Linked DNA regions of Gossypium raimondii: region 1 is linked to region 2. The links are chromatin contacts, called in public Hi-C maps. All regions are on one chromosome and are shown on one strand. Each heading gives the region's core, a stretch centred on a gene start, on an enhancer-like site or on the middle of the called end of the contact. The rest is flanking DNA. Distances are from core to core; before and after follow the strand shown.

Region 1 (3,876 bases), core at 116-2,615, 380 kb before region 2:
AGCATATGTAATCATTAAATGGGGAGCTATATTGCAATTTAACAACAAATTAATAACAGTTGTAGAGATATATTCCGTAACTGATAGGTGCGGGAGTAAATGGGATAACTTCACCCATCGTTGCCTTTACTCTTTAGCTGTTAGTAGGTGAATCTGAAGACAGATTTTAATTTTGTAGGACCAAAAGAATATCACTATCATCAATTGAGGCCCAATTGCATTCCCAGTAAACCCTCAATCCCATGTGTTCATCAAATTCCTTTTGTTTTACCTTACGGCTTCAACTTCAACTTGGTTATTATTATTCTCATCATTTTTATCGTATATTATATTCAGTTTATTTATTAAGAATTTAAAGTTATATATTTTTATCGTGGGATCAAGGTCAAAAGTTTAATTGATGTTAATTTAATTAGATTCTTAATTATTCTAATCAAGAGGCACATGGAGCTAAAGAACAAAAAAGTAAATGACGTTTGCCCTTTAATTTTCATTGAAAGCAAAATTTATAAGGTTAAAGAAGAATCGTATTTAATGAACACTCCTGGCTTCACCTAGGGACATGGATTTCAGTTTTTTTGTTTTCTTTTTTACATTTTAATTCCATTTTCCACTAGCAATTAATTAAAAAAAGAAAACAGTCCACATGGGATAACACAGAGAATAGCAATTTCTTCCACCTTCCATCTTCCAATTCTTTTAAGGAGAAAATTCCGTTAAAAAGTTTCCAAATAAACAATCCTTCTAAGAGTAATTAATATTTTAAAGATTAATTGTATTAAATATTTACAAATGGATATAAATTTAAAATAGCTCTCAAAATACTATTATCATATCAATAAGATTATTTTGTCAACTTATTCATTGTTAAATATTATTTCAATTTGGAATATATTTAAAATACATGTATCAAAGTTTAAACATTCGAGTATATATTGTATGAAAAACTTAAAATTAAGTTATTCAAAAATAAATTGTATGATTAAAATTTAAGAAAATTAAAATTTTAGTGCTATATATTTTATAACATTTTAAATCTAAATTGTCAATGCCATGTAAAAATTATTTCACGTGTAACATATATTTCATGACAGATCTAAACTGGCAGTAAACACCCAAAGGCTCAAAGGTTTAATTAGAATAATTTTAAAGTCCCGTTTACTTGCTTTTATTGCAAAATGTTTCTTTTAAAAGCCATTGACAAGGAAGAGTAACTAAACAATGAGTCACTTTTCTTGTGGCTGAGGGAAGGAAGAGTTAAAAGGCGTCTTTCTTTAAGCCTCTGTCTCACCAGCATTTATTCCAATAGAAGAGGGGGGGAAAGGCCTAAAATTTCCAATTTCTTTCTGGGATTTTCTCTTACAATGAGGAGCATAGCATCTTGTTACAATGAACATGCTATCAAAGTGTCGGATTCTTATTGTTCAAGGCCATCAAATCAACCTTGTCTCACCCCCAGCTTTACCCCTTCAACTCCAACCACTGTAAAATGTATATACAAAGCTAAAATCTCCTCTCAAAGAAACCTCCTCATCGCCCTCACATGGTGCAACAATCTCCTAGGCCGAGGCCTAACAATCGCGGTTGGCGAAACCCCATCGAAATTCGATCCCAATTCCCACCATCTTTCAAAGAACAAAGGCAGCAAAACCTTCAAAGCTTGCAATTCAGAGATTGAAGTCTTTTGGGATGTTTCCAATGCTCAGTATATGAATGGACCCGAACCAAGCACCAGGTTTTCACTTTTTGTTTTAGTTGACTCCCAACTTTGTCTATCTCTTGGGGATATAATTCATACCAACAATGAGGAAAAGGCAACATCCAATTTTTCATTGGTTTCAAGGACTGAAGTTTTCATAGGCACCACTAGTGTTTTTTCAACCAAGGCTCAATTTTGTGAGGAAGGATTGGTTCATGAAATTTTAATCAAATGCAATGAAGAATATGAAGAAAAACAAAAGGTTTGGAGAAACCCTGAATTGTGTGTCACCATTGATAAAAAGAAGGTGTTTCAAGTGAAGAGATTGAGGTGGAATTTCAGAGGGAATCAAGTGATCTTTTTGGATGGATTATTGATAGATATGATGTGGGATTTGCATGATTGGCTCTTTAACCGAACATCAAAGTGTGCTGTTTTCATGTTTAGGACAAGGAGTGGATTAGATAGCAGGCTTTGGTTAGAAGAAAAAAACGCCAAATTTGGAGAACATCAAGAAAGAGGTGAATTCTCATTATTGATATGTGCTTGTAAGAATCTTGACTAAGTTATTAATTAGATTGGTTTTTTTATTAATATATCTAAAGTATTTTTTTTTTGGGGGTGTTATTAGATTTTGAAATATCGAAGAAGATGTTAATCTTCTGTTTATAAGAAATTTACATGCTTAACTTGGGAGTGGAGGAAATTAAATTTTAGAGTTGTAGAGATTGAATTGTAAATGGAACTACTTCAATGTCTATCTCTTTCTTTTATAATTAAACTATGCTATTTGGAATTTAAGTGTTGTATATACTAGGAATCACTTATACTTACGGATGGATAGCATTTCAGCCCTTCTCTTAAAAAAAAAAGGTAAATTAACCTTTATACATTTCAAAATCTGTAAATTAGTCCCTCAGTTAAATTTTCTATTAAATTATGACATGAAAAATACTAAAAGTTATTTTTATGGGTAAATTATAAACGATCACCCAACTATGCCTTCCATTCTATTTTCGTCACCCAACTATTAATTTTTTATTGTCCCTAAACTTTTGAAATTAAATATTTAGTAACTCGATTGATGTAGGATTTTTTTATTGGTCTAGTAACAAAATTAGCCTCTAATGTTTACACAGTCTATTAATTTGATTCTAAATATAAAAAAATTAACAAATTTAGCCCTCAATGTTTACTTAGTAATGGGACAATGGATGGGAAGTTCTAACCCCTACAAAAAATTGAGACCATTTGTAAATTCTGAGGGTTAATTTTTTAAAATTATGGCTTAATCGATATAATATATAAAAGTTGAGGGCTAAATTTATTATTATACCGATTTTTTAACTGTCACGTCAACTTGTCGTTTGTGATTTTAATAGGAGTAACCAAAATGACTGAACTATGTAACGTGGGTGCTTAAATTGCAACTTTTTATTATTATTTTGAGTACCTAAAATGAAAATTTCTGATAGTTGAGTGACTATCCCTGTAGTTTACCCAACATAATAATTACTCAATAAAAAGTGAGTCCCACTCGAACTATGGCACCTTAAAGCCAACAAAAAGTATTGGGGAATACTTGTACCGCAACAATTAGTCCTCTTGTGGGCTAGCTGGGCAGTTTTGTATTGAGTCTAATTTTTTTTACTTTCTAATTTTGATACACATAAAAAATAAACTCAAATAATTATCCAACCCAATACTTAATTTTTTCTCCATAAATAATTATTTTATTTTATTTATTTAATTAATCAATTCGATTGAATTATTTACAAAACCCAAATATAATTCTATTAAAATTATGACGACTTTATCGTAATAGAATCTACGCCTAAATTTAATTTACTTTCCTAATTATAAATACAATGACTAATTAATTTAATTCTCACTTTGAATCAATTATTTAATTTCATACAAATAAATAACAATTCAAAAAAATTAAATTAATTTACCAATCATCTCTTGTCCTCTTAAGAAAATGCATTTATTACGAAAAATAACTCATGAACTATTTCTCATTGTTCAATCGTTTACGATTCCAGACAAGTGTTCATGTCAAAACTAACATACCAACTTTTGGTCCACTATCATGTGAGCACAAGTTTTCAATATCTCAAAGCACATGAGTTACATGCACATGGTCATTCACTTACTCAAGATTTAGGTAAGTCATA
Region 2 (3,998 bases), core at 30-2,529:
CTATGTCTCCTCCATATCTTCATTTCAATATTGCAGCCTATGATAAGAAATTTCTATTCATCGAGATCCAAATGTGGGGGCACCTTTCGAATGATGGGTATCGACCCCATGCATGATAGATGGGATTGCTCAATAATTACACTGAGAAACACATATTTCAATTTGTGACATTTAGATCAAGGATTTAAGTGTGATTGTGAGCGACATAGATACTATCACAATTGGTTATATAGTAAATATTGACCTGGTGAATCAAAACTAAGATCACAGCTGAGTTGAACTATATTTTTATTTATATACACTTAAATTAATGTTGTGTGAACTTTATTTAATATATTTTAATACTGTTTTCAACTCGGCTCTAGAATGGTTTCTTTAATTCATACCGAAATTTTATATAATATTCTAAAAGTATATTAGTTTTTAAAAATCAAGTCATATATATTTATAAAATTTTATAATAGCTAAAAATTATAATAAAAATATATAAATATTTTTAGAATCAAGATATATGTTATATATTCTTATAAACTAAAAATAATAATTAAAAATATAAAATAGTTATAAAACATATTAGTCAATATATTGGGGTGGACGGATTTTATCTAAATTTTACCTCTAAAATTTTAGGATGTTTTAAAAAGTCAAACAAAATTAAATTTAAGTGTAAATATTTGTTTAATTAAAAATATAATTGTTTGTAGATATATATATTACATGTTTAAATAATTAATACAATTACACTTTTCAAAAGTTTTAAATGGTTGAAAGTCGAAGAATTATGTAAACAATTAATCATTATAAGTTTAAATTTTTATATATAATATGTCAAATTATAAAATATATATATGATAATAAGATACTTTAGACAGTGTCACTTCGGTTGGGCACTTTATGTGGGGAGAGACCACGGGTTGATTACTTAGCCGGAGCCCGGAAAACACCCAAGAAAGAGGAGTAGGGGTTGGCAACCCAATGCCAATGTTTTTTGTTTTATAGGGTTGAATTGTAGTTAAAAGTTGTCTTATCGATTTGTGGGAGTGAGTTGTCACCTTTGGAAAGCTTAATCATGAAACATAAGAAATGTTTAAAGGCTTTGATTCAAGCATTAATTAATTAAAGTTATGGGAGTTTCTTTTTATTGGGCAAAGTATCTTGCTTTCAACCATTAAATATCCCATCAACTTTCAATTCAATGAATTCATTCAGGATCTACCCCAATTCTGGAACTTGCTACCTCAATTAGGCCTTTAATATCAGCCCACTTTACTCAACATAACTGGCTCATATACACTCTAACAAGTGCTTTCTAAGTGAGCCCCTTTTTTCCAGGATGGGCTCTCCAGGCCATTATATTTCCTTCCCCTTTTCTTTCAAGAGTTCAATGGTTCTATTACCTTTTGGAATACGGAATTCGAAATTATTCTCACTTTGGGTATGTATTTTTTTTTATCTAAATTAATCTTTAATGTTTCCTTCAAAATTTTAAAGTTTAGACTTTCATGGGAGAATAATTGTCAAATATCAGACTTCAATATGAAAACAATTCTTAAGTTTAGGGATTAATTTAAATAAAAAAATTAAAATTCCAATGTGAGAGCAATTGTCTAGTCCATATCCCAATATAGAAACATTTATCAAATTCAATGACTAATTTGGATAAAAAAAGTTCACACCTCAAGGTGAAAGTTATTGCTAAGCTCAAGTCCCAAAGCTTTATAGCTTTAATAGGGATGGCAATTCGAATTTCGGATTTATCCAATTCAAATTTTACGGATTCAAAGCGGATGCAAATAGACCCCTTCTAACAAGTTTGCACCCAAGACCTCTTATACATAAAACCATGTTTTAACTACTAATACTGCTCTTAAACATTAGTTATAATTTACAAAAGTTAATAATTAATATATAAAAATATAATAAAAATATTTTTTTATAAAATAAATATACTAATTAATAATAAAATTGAAATTAACTATTTCGTCTTCTTTTAAATGTCATGTAGCTTCTTCTAAATTTTATTTTTTATTTGTAAACTTAAGCAAACAATGAGATGAGACCATTGTAATTCCTAAATTTTTCACTGCTTTTTTATTATTTTATTAACTCGATTAGTTAAATTACTTTAAAAAATTATTTAATATTTATATAATTAAAATAAATATTATAATATAAATTTATTTTCTAATATCACTTAATTATATTCAATACATGTTATATTATAAATAATTGTATACATACATGTTTGAGGACATATAATATATCAATTGTTATATATATATATATGTAAATTATGAATGTATAATAATATTGTTATACAATTATGATATTATAATTTGTATTATTTTATTAATGATATGTACCTAAACATTAAACATGTAACTCATTTTATGGTAGATTATAATATATACAATTAACATTATATAATTAAGGTAGATTATTTAAGATTACTAACCCTATATACAATTACATTATTATAATGTACATTTTATATTAATGATATGTAAGATTAAACCCTAAACATATTGTTATGATAGACGTCAATAATGGTAATAGAATGATCTCAAAATAATAAGAAAAATAAAAATAAAAACATACAAATTTTACGTAAAAACCTTTTCGAAAAAACCCATGAGTAGAGGACTAATATCGATAAGTAAATGATACAAGATGATGTGATTCTGCCCACCAAGGCTGAATCAATTCTTGCCAAGGTGAAACAATTTGAAGTTGGGCCGAATTTCCATGAACCACATCTTCTTGAGATAGCTAGAACAAAGATTGATCATTTGTGTTTACCAATTAGGTCAACTATGGGGGGCGAACAAAGTGGGTCAAAGAAGAGTTTAAAGGGCCTATGTGTGGACATTGGGAACAAGCCCAACTTAATTATGTTCTGATTGGCCAAGACCAAGTCAAATGCTGATCCAAGAGTTGAATGAGACCTCCATTGGGTTTGGTTAATCATGAGACAGTTTAAGAAGGCTTTAATTAAGTTTCATTTCAGTTTAATAAGTTTGTATCTTTAAATTATGTCTTGCATTGTATGTCTGCATCTTTAATTGTGTCTAGCATTATGTATTTTGCATTTAATTAAGTCATGCATAAAACCATCTCATATGTTAATTAAGTTTGTGTTTTAATTATGTACATTATGAAAATAAGTTTGCATTTTAATTAAGCCATGCATTTATGCATCTTATATGTTAATTATATTTAAGCATAGGTTGGAGTTACATGTTCATAAATAAATGCATGTGTGTATTTACATTATGCTGATTTCAATCATAAATATGTGTGTTTTAAGTTAAATATTTTAGGTGAATATGAATATGAAAAGTTGTCAATGTTTGTCTAATTATTTATCTTGTAGGTGACTATTTATAGGACTAAGAATAACTCTTCAAGTCTAATCGATTTCATTCATTTAAAGCTCATTACGGTGGTTGTTCAAATGAATCATGAGTGACTCTTCAAAATCTGATTGATTTCATGCCCTTAAGGATCATTATGGAGCCATTAAAAGAGATGAATGTCAAGCAACATAACATTTGGTCATAAGGGAGATAAAGGGACACTAAACAGCACAATCATGGAACATTAAGCTTTCAACAAATGAAGAGACATGACTTTTTAGCTATCTGAATCAAGTGAAGAGTCATGATTTATTGGTTGCCCATCATAAAGTTATAACCGAATTTTAAGTTGTGATAAAAGCTAGTGTAGCTGCTGAATTTGAATAGTCAAATTAGGGCCTATATATATCTTATAAAAGGACGATGTTGAGGTTAGACAATTATTCTGAATATAAACTTTGTTGGTGAGATTATTATCTCACGGTTCTTCATTGGACTAAGATGAACTTATCAAACTTTTATGAGTTTGTGGCATTCACCCAATTGTCTTATCAATTCATTTCCCATCAGGGAGTGTGGCGGCTTTGCTTACCAAGGTTCGAGTATTCTTTCACATTTAAGTGGGTCATAGTTCTAATATAG

The links. A called contact is a pair of places that touch in the nucleus more often than the background predicts.
Region 1: a Hi-C map of leaf shows a contact between it and region 2, with 1.9 times the contacts expected there. The contact joins the promoter of LOC105785481 here to the enhancer-like site in region 2. A contact is called at or near these places in 2 of 2 Hi-C or Micro-C datasets (both in leaf).

What each region holds. Positions count from the first base shown.
Region 1 is chr1:25,771,455-25,775,330 of ASM2569854v1, reverse strand. It overlaps LOC105785481, which reads left to right and starts at 1,365. Exons shown (of 1, transcript XM_012611585.2): 1 at 1,365-2,264. The coding sequence starts at 1,365. The coding sequence ends at 2,264.
Region 2 is chr1:25,388,717-25,392,714 of ASM2569854v1, reverse strand. No RefSeq gene overlaps it. Among protein-coding and RNA genes, the nearest start is that of LOC128032702, 9.2 kb to the left of the region's middle. Within about 2 kb of position 1,279, the one cell type or tissue checked has open chromatin away from gene starts, as enhancers often do. A contact at or near this core is called in leaf, where this site is marked.